Regions from separate parts of the Rattus norvegicus genome. Here region 2 is linked to region 1. Evidence: chromatin contacts called from public Hi-C data. All regions are on one chromosome and are shown on one strand. The core of a region is the stretch at or near the end of the contact, and the rest is flanking DNA. Distances in the headings are between cores, read along the strand shown.

The links. A called contact is a pair of places that touch in the nucleus more often than the background predicts.
Region 2: a contact with region 1 is called in a Hi-C map of liver, with 2.9 times the contacts expected there. The contact joins the enhancer-like site here to the promoter of Ccdc158 in region 1. A contact is called at or near these places in 3 of 12 Hi-C or Micro-C datasets (Schwann cells, liver and mammary epithelial cells).

The regions. Positions count from the first base shown.
Region 1 is chr14:15,694,203-15,697,187 of GRCr8, forward strand. Ccdc158 (coiled-coil domain containing 158) reads left to right here and starts at 1,255. Exons shown (of 25, transcript XM_063273743.1): 1 at 1,255-1,450. It overlaps LOC134481722 (a long non-coding RNA gene), which reads right to left and starts at 1,192. Exons shown (of 2, transcript XR_010057472.1): 1 at 865-1,192; 2 at 223-758.
Region 2 is chr14:15,870,915-15,873,951 of GRCr8, forward strand. All of the region lies in intron 2 of Scarb2 (scavenger receptor class B, member 2), which reads left to right. Among named protein-coding and RNA genes, the nearest start is that of Nup54, 30 kb to the right of the region's middle. Within about 2 kb of position 1,682, at least 22 of the 93 cell types and tissues checked have an H3K27ac peak or open chromatin away from gene starts, as enhancers often do. A contact at or near this core is called in liver, where this site is marked.

The DNA.
Region 1 (2,985 bases), core at 5-2,504:
GTGTACAAACCCAAAATGAGACACCAATAAAAGTCACGTGTTAGGCAATTAAAATGTTTTCATGTCAAGTGAACACACTTATGTTTTGATAAAAATAAAAATGTTTAAACTAATTGGAATTTGTTTTCAGTCTAGTCACAGAGGTTAGCCACTTAATGTTCTGCTTAAGGTTTATGGTTTAATTTCCTGACACTATAATCCTGATGTCTCCGACGCAATAAATGGTATGATAAAAGTCTTTAATGGTGCTTCATAAACTGTTACAATGTGTAACTGTATTACATAAAAGTGTTTGATATTTATAGTCAATTGATACACTGTATATTTGTTGTTGTAGTCTACTTAACCTTGATAGTTAACAGAATTCAACATCACAAAGCAAGAGCTGATCTACACATTTCTTTAAGAGCATTGTCTAAGGCAGAAGGATCTCAAGTTTGTGGTCAGCATGGGCAACGTGTAGAGTCTCTGTCTTCAAAACCACAACAAACCCTACAGGTTGTATCTCTCATCTTCCGCCTCTTTGGAACTCTTTCATTGGAATGGTAACTTGAACAGCACGCAGGAGTCTCAGTGTACGATCTCAAGCTGATAAATTCCACGTTAAGAGTTAACATTAGAGTAACCGAAGCACGGAGGAGGAAACAGCTCTCCGGAAGCGGAAAGGTCGGCTACCCTGAGAATTCGTCTGAACCTGGAAAAACAGTCTCAGTCTGGACGAAGGTGCAAGTTAAAAGCACAGGCTAATCACAGGCAGGCTGCAAAATGCAAGTAATTCTGAATGTTAGCTTGAACAGGTAGGGGGAGCGGACTGTTCGGGTGTCAGCCTGCCCCTTCCTCAGCGTGCAGGTAACAGAGATTTACCTTTTGGTAGCTGGGAGGATCTTTGCGGAGCCTCTGTGCGAAGGACAGCAGAGTGAGGCTAGGAGCGGGGGATGCTGGGCAGTAGGGAAAAGAGAAAAGTGGCTTGCCCAGTCTGCCTGGTTGCCTTGGGCGGGGGAGAGGACGTAGGAGTCCAGGGGCGTGGTCTTGCGACCTGCTCCGCCCCTCTCACGGCCCGCCTTCTCCCTCACGCCCCTCTTCGCAAGCCCCGCCCCTCTTCTACCACCTCAACCTTCCTGCCCCTCTCCTGCCCCGCCCTCCTCCTCACGCCCCGCCCCTCACATGGTGTCCTTTCTCGTGCCTCAAGCTCCCCACTCCTCTCTCACGCCCCGCCCTACCCTCACGCCCCGCCCTTCCCACGCCCCGCCCTTCTCTCGCTAGATTCCTTGAGGCCAACTGTCAGGCAGCAGCTCTCCGGGAGCTCGAGGCCTCGTGAGGCTGCGCTGCGTAGAAGCGGTCGCGCGGGCCGCGGCCTCGGGGCACAGTGGGAGCCGGCGGGGTCGCACAGGTGCGGCCGCGGCCCCCGCGGACATGCGGCCGGTCTCTTAGGACGAGGTGTTGTTAGCAGGTATGGGGACAGAGTGCGCCTCGAGGTACAGGGCTGGGTCGTTCTCTTGAAGACCAGGATCGTCTCCTGTTGTTCTGGAACTTTCCACGGCCTTGTTTCCAGGTGGTAGCAGCCTAATGACTTTGTATGGCTGTTTTAGGAGAGTTCTCGAGGGACAGTGGCGGGAAAACTGGGCTCTGTGACTGTGGCGTCAGTTGCAGAATTCCTTGGGCCCAACAAGACTGCTCCCTGCTCACCTCTTCCGGCCTGGCTCCTTGGAACCTCTGGAAGAGATGGGAAGACGTGGACAGACAGTGGGGTCTCGGGCTGTCACCAGTATTCCTTCCCACATGAGACTGTTTAACGCCGTGTGACTGGAGCCTCTTGATAATCCGCTTCAGTCCTAGATTTTCCCCCTCAGCAACAGACTCCTTCCTTCCCCACAATACTGAAGAAGTCCCCACTCGAGCTGTCCTAGACATTGTTCCTGTTAAATGTCAGGTTGGCTTTAGGGTCATGGGAATGCAGAAGACAAGTGATGTGGACTGATAACTACATAAGAATAAAGGTCCAGAGTTCTGAATCTTTCCAGAGGGAGAGTTGGACGGACTGCTAATGTGTGTACATACAATCCACGGGAGCGGGAAAGGTGAGGCAGAGATCTGAAATGCCCACCTCTGTGCCACATTTATTATTTTTTTCAAGATGTGTTTTTATTTTATGTTAATTTAGTGTTTTGCCCGCCTGTGTGTAAGAGCACTATGTGAGTGCCTTTTGGTGGCTAGAAGAGGGTGTAGGATCCCCAGGAACTGGAGTTACAGAACGTTTTGACAGCCATGTGGGTGCTGGGAACTGAACACTGGACCCATTATAAGAGCAGCAAGTGCTCTTAAGGCCTAGCCATCATCCCAGTACCATTTTTTAAATTTTGATACAGTTACCTATTCATTTTAGTTTAGTGTAAAATAGATTTCTTGTCATAGTGCTATTTACCCTCTAAATGTAGTGGTTAAATTTTAATTTGATGTATATATACAAAGCCTGTGCATGCTGTTTTAGTTTTGGGGTTGACTCTGTTCTCCTGTATTAGAGTGAACCACTTTAAGACTCTAAAATCTAAAGCTGGTATGGTGGTACACTCCTTGAATTCTAGCACTCAGATGGCAGAGGCAGGCAGATCTCTGTGAGGTCTACATAGAGAGCTCCAGGCCAGCCAGGGCTATGTAGAGAGACTCAGACACAAAAACCAAAACCAAACCTAAAGCATCTATTTAAAAGGGCAGTTTTCTAAACCACCAGTCTTCAGAGTGCATGTGCTAACTCTGTGACCTAAATAACCTCCACTTAAAAAATTAGCTCCTTGTATCTGGAGCCTGGAAATGTTTTGGAAAAAAGGTTTTTGAATATGTGATTTAAATCAAATATTTGTTTTTAAATTTTAGATTTATTTTTGTGTGTGAGTGTTTGGCCTTCATGTATTTATGTATGCCATATTAGTGTCTGATTCTCACAGAGGCCAGAAAAGGGCATCAGATTCCCTGGAACTACATACGTGA
Region 2 (3,037 bases), core at 432-2,931, 180 kb after region 1:
TTTTTTCTATTACTCACTATGTCAGGAATCATAACTAATTTGTCTAGGCCTGCTCAGTTGACCTCCATACTTTCGTTAAGTACTTGTTAAATCCACAGCATCCTCTTAATAAGCCTTGGTTTTGTGTTCCGTAGATTTTCCTTCATATTGCTTCTTTCTATGTATGACTGCTTTGACAGAAATAAGAAAAGTGTGTGTGCTAAATCTTAAGTGGGTTTGTTTCTCTTTGAGAGCGGCTCTCTCGCTTAGCCTAGGTAGAGCCCACTCATTAAGGAAGGCTCCCTAGTCAGTGACCCCAGAGTGTTCCAGCACCGGGGTTACAAACGTGTGCCACCGTGACCTACCTGCCTGTTTATGTGGGTTCAGGAGATTGAACTAAAGTCTTCATGCAAGGCAAGCATTTTTCTGACTGAGCTGTCTCCTCAGCCCTCCTAGATTAAGATTTATTTTGGGGTGTGTGTGTGTGTGTGTGTGTGTGCGCGTGTGCGTGTGCGTGTGTGTGTGCAGGTAGAAGCTGGAAGAGGGCATCAAATCCCCTGGTGTCAGAGACACAGGTGAGTCACATGACATGGGTGTGGGAGCCAAACTAGGTCCACCACTGAGCCTTCTCTGCAACCCCTCTTCTACCATATTTTAGCTTAAGGAAAAAAACCCTCACTCCCACTTTCCTACTGTTTTGGGGAGTGTAAATTAATGCCATTATGAAAAACATATGGGAGTTCTTTTAGAAAACTAAAAATAGAGCCTCCGTCTAATTCATGCAACTCACCACTGGGTATCCAGCCAAAGAAAAAATGAGACTGACCGGTTGAAGAGGTGTGGGCACTTACACGGTTACCTTAGGACTGTTCACGGGATCCTGTCTGGTATTTAAATGGCAGTCTCCCGTGCCTCAGTGTGGATTCCTTGAAGACAGGAATCAGGATGTAGCATCCCCTGTCTCCAGAACCCGGCACAGAGTGGTGATGCCGCATGGTCATGACAGAATGTCCAATGTCCGGTCTGCAGGGTGCTTCAGCTGAGGTTACATTCCTAGGATTTATTTCTCTGTGGGACAAGCACACTGTGGGCACCACTTTACCAGTAAAAAAGCAAAGACAGAAGTCACGGGAAGCAGGCTCACACTGCAATTCCCCACTAGAGTGGCTGAGGCAGAGGGATGGCTGAATGTTTCACAGAGTTTGTAAGGCGTTATCTGAGAAAAAAGATAAAGTTTCCCTCTCTCTTTCTCCTGCTCCTCCTCCTCTTCCTATTTGTCTGTCTGCCCCACCCCTGAAGTTACACCTTTCTTTCTTCCTTTCTTCCTTTCTTCCTTCCTTCCTTTCTTGCCTTTCTTTCTTTCTTTCTTTCTTTCTTTCTTTCTTTCTTTCTTTCTTTCTTTCTTTCTTTCTTCCCTCCACCCCCTATTTACCCCAGGTGACTTCCCGAGTCTTAGTCCTTGTAGCCAGTGAAAGCGCCCACCCAAGATCAGCTTCCCAATAAACTGCCTTGAATATCAAAAAAAAGGAAAAAGATAAAACCGAAGAAACCACGAGTGACTTTTTATTTAGTCTGTCCCATAGCCAAGTATTAGTGTAGACAGGACTGAGCAAAAAGCCCGAGTCAGATCTCACCCTACACCTCTCTCCAGTGAGCTCAGTCGCTGACGCCAGCCACCACCGGGATAGGGCCACAGTGATTTTCCATAGAGAGCTGTGGGTGAGCCCAAAGGGCTAACCCCGTTTGAGATGAATGTAATGACTAAAGGTCAGGGCATTACATTGCTTGTTTTCCTTTTGGTGTTGACGACTGAGCCCAGTGCATGCTGGGAAAGTGCTCTTCCAGCCCTGAGATGTGACCCCATCCCTAACCCATCCCGTTGTAAGAACCAATTTATCCAGCATCTCTAGGGAGTGGGTAGCACAGCTGTTGATTTCTCCAGTGAATTAAAACTGGTTTTTTTTTTTTTTCATTCCGTGTGTTTCTTCTTCCTATGTGATTCAGTAGTTCACGGGGTGTAACTCAAACATTTCCTTCTTTTGTTTGCTTTAGAGACAGTCTCGCTCTGCAGCCCAGGCTGACCTGGAATTCACTGTGTATTCTAGACTGACCTCAAAGTTACAGCACTCTTACCTCAGCTTCCCAAAGCCAGAGACTGCAGGGGGAAGTCACCATGCCAGGCTTCTTTCTTTCATTTCCTTCTTATTTTATTTTTGTTTTTGATGTTGTTTTTTAAACAGAGCCTTGGTATATGTAAGCTATGTGGCCCAAGTCGGTCTGAAACTTCTGGATTCTTAGATTCAAGTAATCCTCCTGCTTCAGCCTCTCCCGTGCTGAGATTACATGTAATCCCACCATACCAGAATTTTCGTTCAACTCTCTTCCCTCCCTCCTCCTCTCTCCCTCCTTGATTCCTTGTCTAGGCTCAAGATGGCTTTTGTTTGTTTTAAGCAGTTGTCTGTGTTTCTAAATAGTTCTTAGGCCTCCTCTAATATGGTTGACAGTAATCTGATCACTTCTTGATATCTGTCTTGTTTCTCAAGCAACTTCACTGTATCAGGTTGACTCTTGTTGATCAGTTGGTAGCTGGCATGCATTCGTGTGTGTGTGTGTGTGTGTGTGTGTGTGTGTGTGTGTGTGTACATGAACATGTGTGTGTTGCTAACCTGGTTTGCTGGTATTGTCATCAAAGTCCCTCCCCTTATCTATCTGAGCATTGCCAGAAGGGGGACTTTTTTTTTTTTGGCTGATCATGCTGCTTTGAGAGAGTTTCCCACCTCTTCTCTTTCTCTCCCTCTCTCCCTCAGCAGAGTAGGAAGCCATGTCTTACTAGGTTTTTGTCGTCCCCCCCCCCCCAACACACACACACAGCACTTTGTAAAGGCCAGGTGTCGGCGATGATTTAGGATCGCTGGGGAACTGCAAGTAGCTGAGGGAAGTCACAAGGTTAGCTGAGGGTAGAGTGTCAGAGTCAGCGTCCCACAGGGTAATACTGGAAAACCTTGGCTTTGACTGCTGGGCTTTATTAAGAAACCAAGTCAGGTTACGGGCCTAAATT